Regions from separate parts of the Mus musculus genome. Here region 2 is linked to region 1. The links are chromatin contacts, called in public Hi-C maps. All regions are on one chromosome and are shown on one strand. The core of a region is the stretch at or near the end of the contact, and the rest is flanking DNA. Distances in the headings are between cores, read along the strand shown.

Region 1 (4,444 bases), core at 485-2,984:
AGCCCTTTGAGGTTTTGCTGTTTATTTTCTCAAGTGTAATTTTTACAGCTGTATAAACACATGCAAAGAGAACTGCCTTTATACTGGATGGAAACATACATGCCACTTGTTTGTCATTGAAGCTTTTTAGAAATAAACTATTTCCAGGTAAAATATGGAAAAGCTTTTTCCAAAGATCTGAATCTCTGCTCTATAATAGCATATTCTCTGGAGAAAAACCTATTATTTTATTATTATCTACCTAAGCCCATATTAAGAGTTCTCCTTGATAGCATGGAAAGTCTTACCTTGTCAGGATTGACTCAGATTATCAACATCCAAGTGAAGGAATGGGTAAACAGATGTGACCTATCAAGTACAAGCAACTGGGCTGAGCAAAAGACAGGAGACATCAGGTACAGGGCCTGCAGCTCTTCAACCTACACTATGTGAGCAGTCATCTCCTCTGCCAATTTTAACACCACTCCTATCATTCTTCTGAAATAAGTACTACGGTAGAAGCCAATAAGATTAGAGCTAGATCATCCAGAAGGTGTTCCATGTGGCATCAACACCATTAGCTTGTGACTTTTTGTTCCTAATTAAAGTTAAGGCCCTCCAAGGAATTCCACGTGGCTGTGTTGGTCACAAGATTTGTATCAAACATATCTTGTGCAAAATTCATTATTAGTTAACAGTGACATTTATATCCTCTAGTTAATAAGCTCAGCAAATGAACACATTTTTCTCACACTCTAAGCCTTCCATTTCTTTGTTGCACCACAAGGTGCTTGTGTGGATTCCTGTGTTGCAATAAGTGCACACAGAAAGATGCCAGGTGTTAAGTCTTCAATGTTGCTATCATACATTGGGTCTCAGGAGTCATTCAATAGGAGTAGCTGTTGTGACCTGGTTACCACCAACCAAAGGTCCAGACTACAGAACTTTTTTTTATTAGGTAGAAGCCAGCCGTACATAGTTTTGCAATATAAGAACTTGAAGATTCTGGGAAATTTAGTTAGAAAATTTTATTCCTCAGAGAAAAAGAACACAGCAATGGACAAGTTCATTTAGTGTGGAAAGTTGATGGAAAGACTACAGCAGAGAGTAAAAACACCACAGAGTATCTAGGAGAGCCCAAGGTGACACAAGACACACAGAGGTTGAGCAGTTTCCATTTACATGCACACTGGCCCTTTTTTTGTGCAAAGAAAAAAAAAGACAAATTTTTAAGCCTATGCTATTTATGCCTTTGACAGACATGTACATTCTTCTTCTTCAGACACATCAGTGTTTCCGTCAGTCCCACCCTCCCCTCACTCACTGAGCTCTATTTATATAATCGTGGCTTGCTAGTGACAATCTTGGTTTTAACATTTTTAAGCCCAAAGATGAGAACTGAGCTCAGCCGTACATCTTCTACGAACAAGAAGAAAGTAGAACCTAGGATCGATCCAAAGTAAACGAGAATACATGGTGAAGATCGTGGTTCCCTGTAATCCGAACAAACTGGACTGACATGTTTCTAGGCACAGGTGAGGAGAACACCTTACAGATGAGCTGAACTTAGAACCCATGCCAAAGTCAAATGACAGCCAAAGTAATACACTGGGGGAGGAGGGCATTTCAGTTCAGCCCAGAGAGAAAGCCAAAGCTATCAAGAAAGCTTTATCCCTCCCTACACACTCATACCACGGCCATGCTTCCTCTGACCTGGCTACTGTTACTGCATGCTGCTGAGTAGAGAAGGGCACACCTACTCATGCAGCCTTCAACACCAATGTAGGCCAGAGGCTATGTAAGCCTTGGACTTCTGACTTCAGTGTTCTGCTGTGACCTAGTGTAAAGCTTAAGGCACAGGCAGCCTTTTGCTTACTGATAGACAAGGAAGAGAAACGTGTATTCAATTTACAAATGGTCAAGAGCTCTTGTTCTTTGAAGATTTTTCTTCTTTAGAGGTTAAAATATAATTAGCAGGTCCCTTTACTTTTAGGTTTGAAGCACACCTGAAAGTGCCAACAGAGGGCTTGAGTGTAGATTAATGGAGTGTTCTCTGTAGAAGTTGGCCTGGAATAGGAAAACTAAACACATAAGCAGGCGCCGCTGCCTCGCTTTTCGTGGCCATGACTCCTTAACAAACCTTAGAAAAGTTACAAAGAAATGATGCACATTATGCATGGGAAAAAGGAAAGAATATACTGTGCTGGTAGATTTTTTCAGATGCATTAATCCACTCATAGCTTTGGAAGTAGAGCCAGATGTACTCATATATCAAGCTGCAACTGTCATGGTAACCACAGTTCCTAGGCAACTGTTGAACTCCGTGTGGGGTCCACTTTCCATACAATAAATACAAGACGCGAGCAGGAGAGAAAATAAAGTGTTACATGATAGCCCAAATTAAAAAAAAAGCAGGAAGAGAAATATTTCTTAACGAGTACAAATACATAATCTATTACAACAGGGAGTACAACCTTAATTGGTCTGCATAAAATAACTGGAAAAATTCACCAAGTAAAATAAAAAACAGATGTTTACTTGCTTCATGGGCATATCATCTGCTTCTAAACCAAATTAAGTAGGGAAAAAAAATAAAGATAAAACTGTGTAAAAGAGGCATGCAAAGCATTCCTAAAAAATTGAGTCAGCCACTGAAAAACGAATACTCTGGGTATTAAGTTTCACTTGCATAATATCAGATGGCAGGAAGTCTTGGTTTCCCAATATTCGAATGTTGTCTGTGGCAGCACACACATTGAGACCAAATGAAATGCTCAGTAGAGGTTATCCCTTTACTGTGCTTCCAGCCACAAACCTACCCCAAGGAGGTTACACACCATGCCAGTGGCTGGGGACAGTTATTTACTGTTGAATGCAGAGGACTTGAAGCAGTAAAGCCACACTAAAGGTGGGAGTCAAAAAGTCTCCAAAGGTTTTGGGAATTCTACAGGTGGAGATTTCCAACAATTTCTTTTAAACTCTTCCACTTCCACTTGAAACATAAGTTTAAGAGACCAACTGATGGAAACAAGGCAGTCCTCTGCCGACTGATTTTGCTACAGGTGTCCTCAACAGACAGTAAATGGTTCTAGGACTCAGATTTCTATACTTAGTCTTATTCCCCAAAGCTGTCGATGTCATTTTGTTGACAATCTTACTTCATATGGTTACACGCACTTCATATAGGGATACAGTTACTGTTCCTATATATAACAAAAAAGGCCAAATACCATAGACCTTGTAACACAAATGACATTTCAAATCACGAGAAAAAGTCTGTTTGATAACACGTTCAAAAAGTTCTAGGAAAAACTGCTAGAAAATTTCTAACTGGAAATTCATTTTGAATTAAACATTTTCACAGGATATAATATATTCACCTATACAGAGAAAGTGGCATGAGGCTGAAAATGATGCCAAAGTGTACAGAAAATTTAGGGACATGAAAATTAGCACACACTGAAATGGAGCTTCAGTGAAACTTATTCTTTAGATGGACTGTCAGATGCAGAAATTCTACACAGGTCTGTGAACTTGGATCGTTAATGGACCACTTTCGGGAAGAGCACACACAGCAACTGTCAAAACCAGCCTGAAAGTCAACAGCCAGCTATGTGAATAATTCCAGTGTATGTTCCAAAATCACTATCCAAATATCTCCATTTGCCAATGTTGAGAAATGCCCTAGAAGAATGAAGCAAGTTATCAAATGCAGACAGCCAAAAGTGGAAGAGACGTGGCCAACACTTTTTCCTTTTCAAAACCAGGTACATTTAAAGTAAGCATTGACTACAGGGGATCACAAGACCAGTGACTACTTAAAGGGGGACCAAAGTGAACCAAAGGTTAAACTGAATACACTGACCATCATAAATAATTTTCATGTATTACTAATACTTAATATTTATAGTTTACTTTTCTGCCTCCTTAACAATCAAAATAAGAAATTTATAACATCATAAAACCATTTTCTTTTATTATTATTATTTTTTAAGAAGCTTTCAGGGTAAAACTGGAAATGATTAGAATGCTGTACTGTTAAACAGCGCACCCTTGTGGTCTAAGTTGCATCACAAGCAATAGCAGCTTGCTTCATAGATATTTTTCCTTTTATTATGTTTTCCTATTTCACTGTTACTACTTTCAGTGACTAAAACAAGTTTGCTAAAACCTCAACTACATTGTTCAAGGTGGCATGTAATGCTTAATTATCATCCATATTTTTTATTTAAAATTGTAAACAAAATAGCAACCAAAATAAGTAACATTCATTCAGCAACTGGAGTGTTCTACTGAACGTCATGAATATTTGAATGTAAACAGTTATCAGCTCAAGAGTTAACCGTATATAAATACAATACCTATAGGTACACAGAAATTAAAACATATGAGGCAAGTTCAGAGTCATGGTTATTCTCCTTAGAACACACTTCATCAGGCAGTAGAGATGAGGAATGATTCAACC
Region 2 (4,462 bases), core at 1,948-4,447, 430 kb after region 1:
TCTCCATGTGAGTCTCTCTCTCTCTCTCTCTCTCTCTCTCTCTCTCACTCTCTGTCTCTCTCTCTGTCTCTCTCTGTCTCTGTCTGTCTCTCTCTGTCTGTCTCTCTCTGTCTCTCTGTCTCTGTCTCTCTTTCTCTCTCCTGTTTTATGAGAATGCATACTGGAGACAAAATCAATTTGTTCTGGTCTGTTATGTCAGAAGGCTGTAAATTTACCATCTTTGGGAATGAGAAGTTGCTCTATGCCCAGAACTTAAAAGATCACAAAAACTTCACAATGTATTTTCATGTACTTGATGATGAATGAGTTAACAGGAAAACTTGGACCCGTTGCCCAAGACAATATGTGCTGTTGGTATCAACAAAGGAGATTTTTATAGGAAAGGCAGAGTCTCAAAGATAAGTTGAACGAATTAAATATCCACTGCTAAAGAAACTGCTTGTTTTTGTTGTGCTAAGAATTTTACCCCGTGGTCCTTATGCATCCTCCGCAACCCTCCACCGCTAAGCCTGATCCTCCTCAACCTGAAAAAGAGGATTCACTTCTTCCTTTGAGTATGTGTGGGGGTGAAGGTGGGGGTGGGGAGATAGGCATGCGCATTTGCATGCCTGCTGGGGATGGAATCTGGGCTCATAGGTAGTAAGTAAGGCCAGAGAGCTTGACCACTGAGTAATACCTACCCCCCCTCCCCTTTTTGTCCCCAACAGGACTCTCATTTAAAACTACTGGCTGCTTTATACTTATCGTTGATTCTGTTAGTATCATGAAAAACAGCCTGATGTTTTATTGAACATATACATTGGTCATTTGGCACAGTTTCAATAGCTACTAGATATTCACAAGCAGAGTTACATACTACTTTCAATATTTCAAAAGGAACTTTGAAATAACTTCTGGCTGGTATAACTTCCTAGCCAGATGGCTTTGAGATTCCATGATAATAACAGAACTCTGTTAGATGATTTGTATATCTGAGATACACACAAGTACTTTATGTCTATAAACTTAGTCACATGGCAAATGTATCATGTTGATTGCAGTCTTGCTTTATTGATATTATTTTTATTCTTACTTTACAGATGGATAAATATAGGTTCATGTAAACCATATACCTTGACTAAATTTTAAAGTCAGTAAGCTGAGAAACCAATATTCAAATCAGGATAGTTCAGACAAAAAGCCACATTTCTAAGACTGAAACGACCAGATTCTGAAAACCTATTTGCTGACATGGAATTAGGATGGGTAGTCATCTCGCTATGGGTTTGGTATGTGTAGAATCTGTACTGGCATACAGCACAGTGGTCTCACATAGAAAATATTGAAAACAGAAAGCACTGATAATAAACATTAGACACATTTGTAAATGGATACATGATAAAAATGAGACACGCATGTAACTAAGACAAGTTCCCGTATATGCAGGGAACTTCTGAGTTGTATAAAATCAAGTGAAAGCCCTAGGCTTGCTCTTCCACATCATGTGCCTTTCAGTGTCTCATCAAGGACTTTGGTACCTCTATTAGAATGACTAAACAAACCCATTAGGAAAGTAAGCCTGTGGCCAGGGTACCATGCCATTGCCAAAGCCAAGTGCAGTTCTTTCTTTTGCTCATGCCCCCTCGCTATCAATGATGAGTGATTGTCAGCACGTGAGCACTGTTTACTAATTTCCTGTTGAACAAGTGGATTTGTTCTTGTCTTTTGCTTCCCGTTGACTCGTATCATGGTGAGGAGGGCATTTTCCAGAGAAAGAAAGCCCAAGTTCAACTTGCCTTTGGAACAATCATCTAGGAACTAATAATTAGCTTACCGAGGCTGATGTTCTCTGTGACTTTGTCCTTATCAGATCACTTATAAGCTGAGGAGACAAGAGCCAACTAATGACAATTAAGCCAACCTTGTTATACAGGAATCAGCCTTACTGGCTTTAATAGCCCTTGACATGTCTTGCTGAATGTTTACAAACTGAAGTAGGTTTTGTGTGAGCCCCAGTGTGCTCTCCACTCTGGGTGCATCCTCCAAGCTCTCCTGCAATCAGTGCTTAAGGAAAAGGATATGAGACCCCATTCTGGCCAATGAACTTCGAGGACGGTTTGTCAGGGGGCAGGCTGTAAGTGCTGTTTACAGTGGCTGGAAAGGAACTGACTGGGGAAGGCATCCTGTCTGTCCTGCACCTTTCTGCATCCCAGTCGCATCCGCATCCGTAGCACTGTCTCAGCCAGCTTCCAAGCAGAGCGGATGCCACTTTGAGGGCAGAGCTGACACAGTGAGTGTGGCCGATCACACAGACATGTTTACCCCTGGGCTCTTGATGGACGGCTCAGCTCTTGGACCCAAACAACCTCTGCACTGCTTGTTATGTCCAATAAACATCCTCCCTGATGACAATCCGTTCAGACAGTTTTCCTAGTTAGTTGCTGCTGATATACCAAATAAAACAAGTACTCACTGGTCAGTTCAAAACTTAGCCAGCGCAGAAGCCAGCTCAAAACAAATACTAACCACCCATGTGGATGTCCTTTATCCGGTAGAGACAGGTGAGCTCTGGCTCCAATTACCAAATAAATATAATAAAATCGAAAGTAAACACAATTTTAGGCAATTTATAAAATGCACAGAACGAATGTTCCTCTTACAGGAAAAAGAAATGTAGCTAGGTGAATTTTTTCTGGCTTTCCGTATCATTCCTCGCCCCAAGGCCATGCCTGCCACACCTTATCCATTTGTTTATTTAGAGAAACACACGGATGGGGGCCGGGGAGGAATGACACTTTCCTGCCTTCTTTTTGTTTGGGTAGAGCTGTCCTTGTTAGCAATAAAAATTTCAGTTTGCCTTCCACAAATACAAATTTTATTCTAAAGTAGTTAGGTACCTTTGGGAGTCACAGCACCTCTGTTTGGAAAAGCTCCAGGCCCCGTCTGGGGAGTATCTCATTTGTTCTTACAATATCCCTTGAAGGGATTCTGTGGTTTTTTTCCCCCCAGCAAGTCATCCTGCCACGAATCCTTGACAGATAGGTCATTGCTGACTAACTCTGGTGTGCTAGACTTCAGCTCTCCGGCTTCATCATCATCTGTGTCAGAAGAGAACACAGTGAAGTTAGCCAAGTACGCTGGCCACAGGCAGTGTGGTGGTGTCTGTCTCTGGATCCTGGGTTGGAGACTTGGTTTACCTGGGGCTTTTGATCAGGAAAGCAGACTTGATGCCAAGCTGGCCGTTTGATCTTTGTAGACAGCATGCCCTGGCATGCTCTAGTAAGCAGGGGCCAGGAACCACTGCCAGCATCCTAGGGTGCGGGTGGGACTCTCTCTTCCAGCTGCTTTGGTTCATTCAGTCTTTCTAGAGACTGGCAGGTGAAGGGCTCTGCCTGCCTACCACAGCTTCCCTGTCTCCTCTCTGCTTGTACTCCCTCCCCCTTTGCTTCTCTTCCTCCAATATCTCAAAGAGCACAGAGGGAGCTAAGACATCCCCATCCCTTCTCTAGCTTCTCTCACATTTTCTCTCCACCTGAAAAGCTGTTTCATTGAACATTAAGATAACACGAAGCATATTTAATGGCTTCTAAAGGTAACTTTTAGACAAGCACTTTAAACCAGAGCACTGTACAAACCTAACATAACCATCTGATCTTGCTCTCCTTCTATTAGTCGTGGCTTATCACAGGCTAACTCAGTGAACATGACTCTACCAAACAAGGTAACTAGCCTTCTCTCAGAAATTGATCATTTAAAATATTACCTGCCTGAGTTCTCTTTCACAACATTCACAGAGCCTACTAAGAAATTCCCATTTTCTACTTTCTGGCAAAAATTTAAATCCTTGTTTTAAAATTTCATAACATCTATTAAAATTTCTGTCTCTAGATGAATGCTCTCCAAAGCTACCAATCTTCTGCTCTATCCTGTCACCAGACACAGAATATTATTAAACCCTCTCAGCGTCTCTCAGTGACTTAGAGTCACTTTAGCCAAGACTGGAAACGCCTCTGTGACCTGACCTGTACTTTCCTCTCCAGCTGCTTACTTTGTGGTACCAACAGAGTTGCTCTACTGTTCTCTGGGTATAGGACAACATTGGTGTCACCTCACCAAGCCAGCTGATAGTTTTATATATGCAAATGAGGACTGTATCTTGAAACTTGGCTTTTTTAGAATGGGGTTAAATGATATGTGTGTGCTCATATACACATATGTGAATTTATGTAAATCGAGTTTTCCATAAAAGCTGGAAGTTTTTAGTAGCATTGGTAATATTAATAGTATCACAAATATTATTTTTCTCAACAATACCCTTGTGATACAGGCTAGATATGGAGTGTCCACCAAAGACCCACTGATGGAAAACTTGGTCCCTAGCCCATGGGGCCATGGAGAGGTCTACCAGGAGGAGCTTTGGTTATTGGAGTCATAGCTTTGAAGGAGATATTGGAAGCCTGCTCTTCCCTCTTCCTGTCCCTAT

Evidence for each region. A called contact is a pair of places that touch in the nucleus more often than the background predicts.
Region 2: a contact with region 1 is called in a Hi-C map of liver, with 5 times the contacts expected there. The contact joins two enhancer-like sites.

The regions. Positions count from the first base shown.
Region 1 is chr2:65,117,602-65,122,045 of GRCm38.p6, forward strand. The region is part of intron 6 of Cobll1 (Cobl-like 1); the gene reads right to left. Among named protein-coding and RNA genes, the nearest start is that of Grb14, 97 kb to the left of the region's middle. Within about 2 kb of position 1,735, at least 41 of the 459 cell types and tissues checked have an H3K27ac peak or open chromatin away from gene starts, as enhancers often do. A contact at or near this core is called in liver, where this site is marked.
Region 2 is chr2:65,544,299-65,548,760 of GRCm38.p6, forward strand. All of the region lies in intron 1 of Scn3a (sodium channel, voltage-gated, type III, alpha), which reads right to left. Among named protein-coding and RNA genes, the nearest start is that of Gm34833, 7.2 kb to the right of the region's middle. Within about 2 kb of position 3,198, at least 33 of the 459 cell types and tissues checked have an H3K27ac peak or open chromatin away from gene starts, as enhancers often do. A contact at or near this core is called in liver, where this site is marked.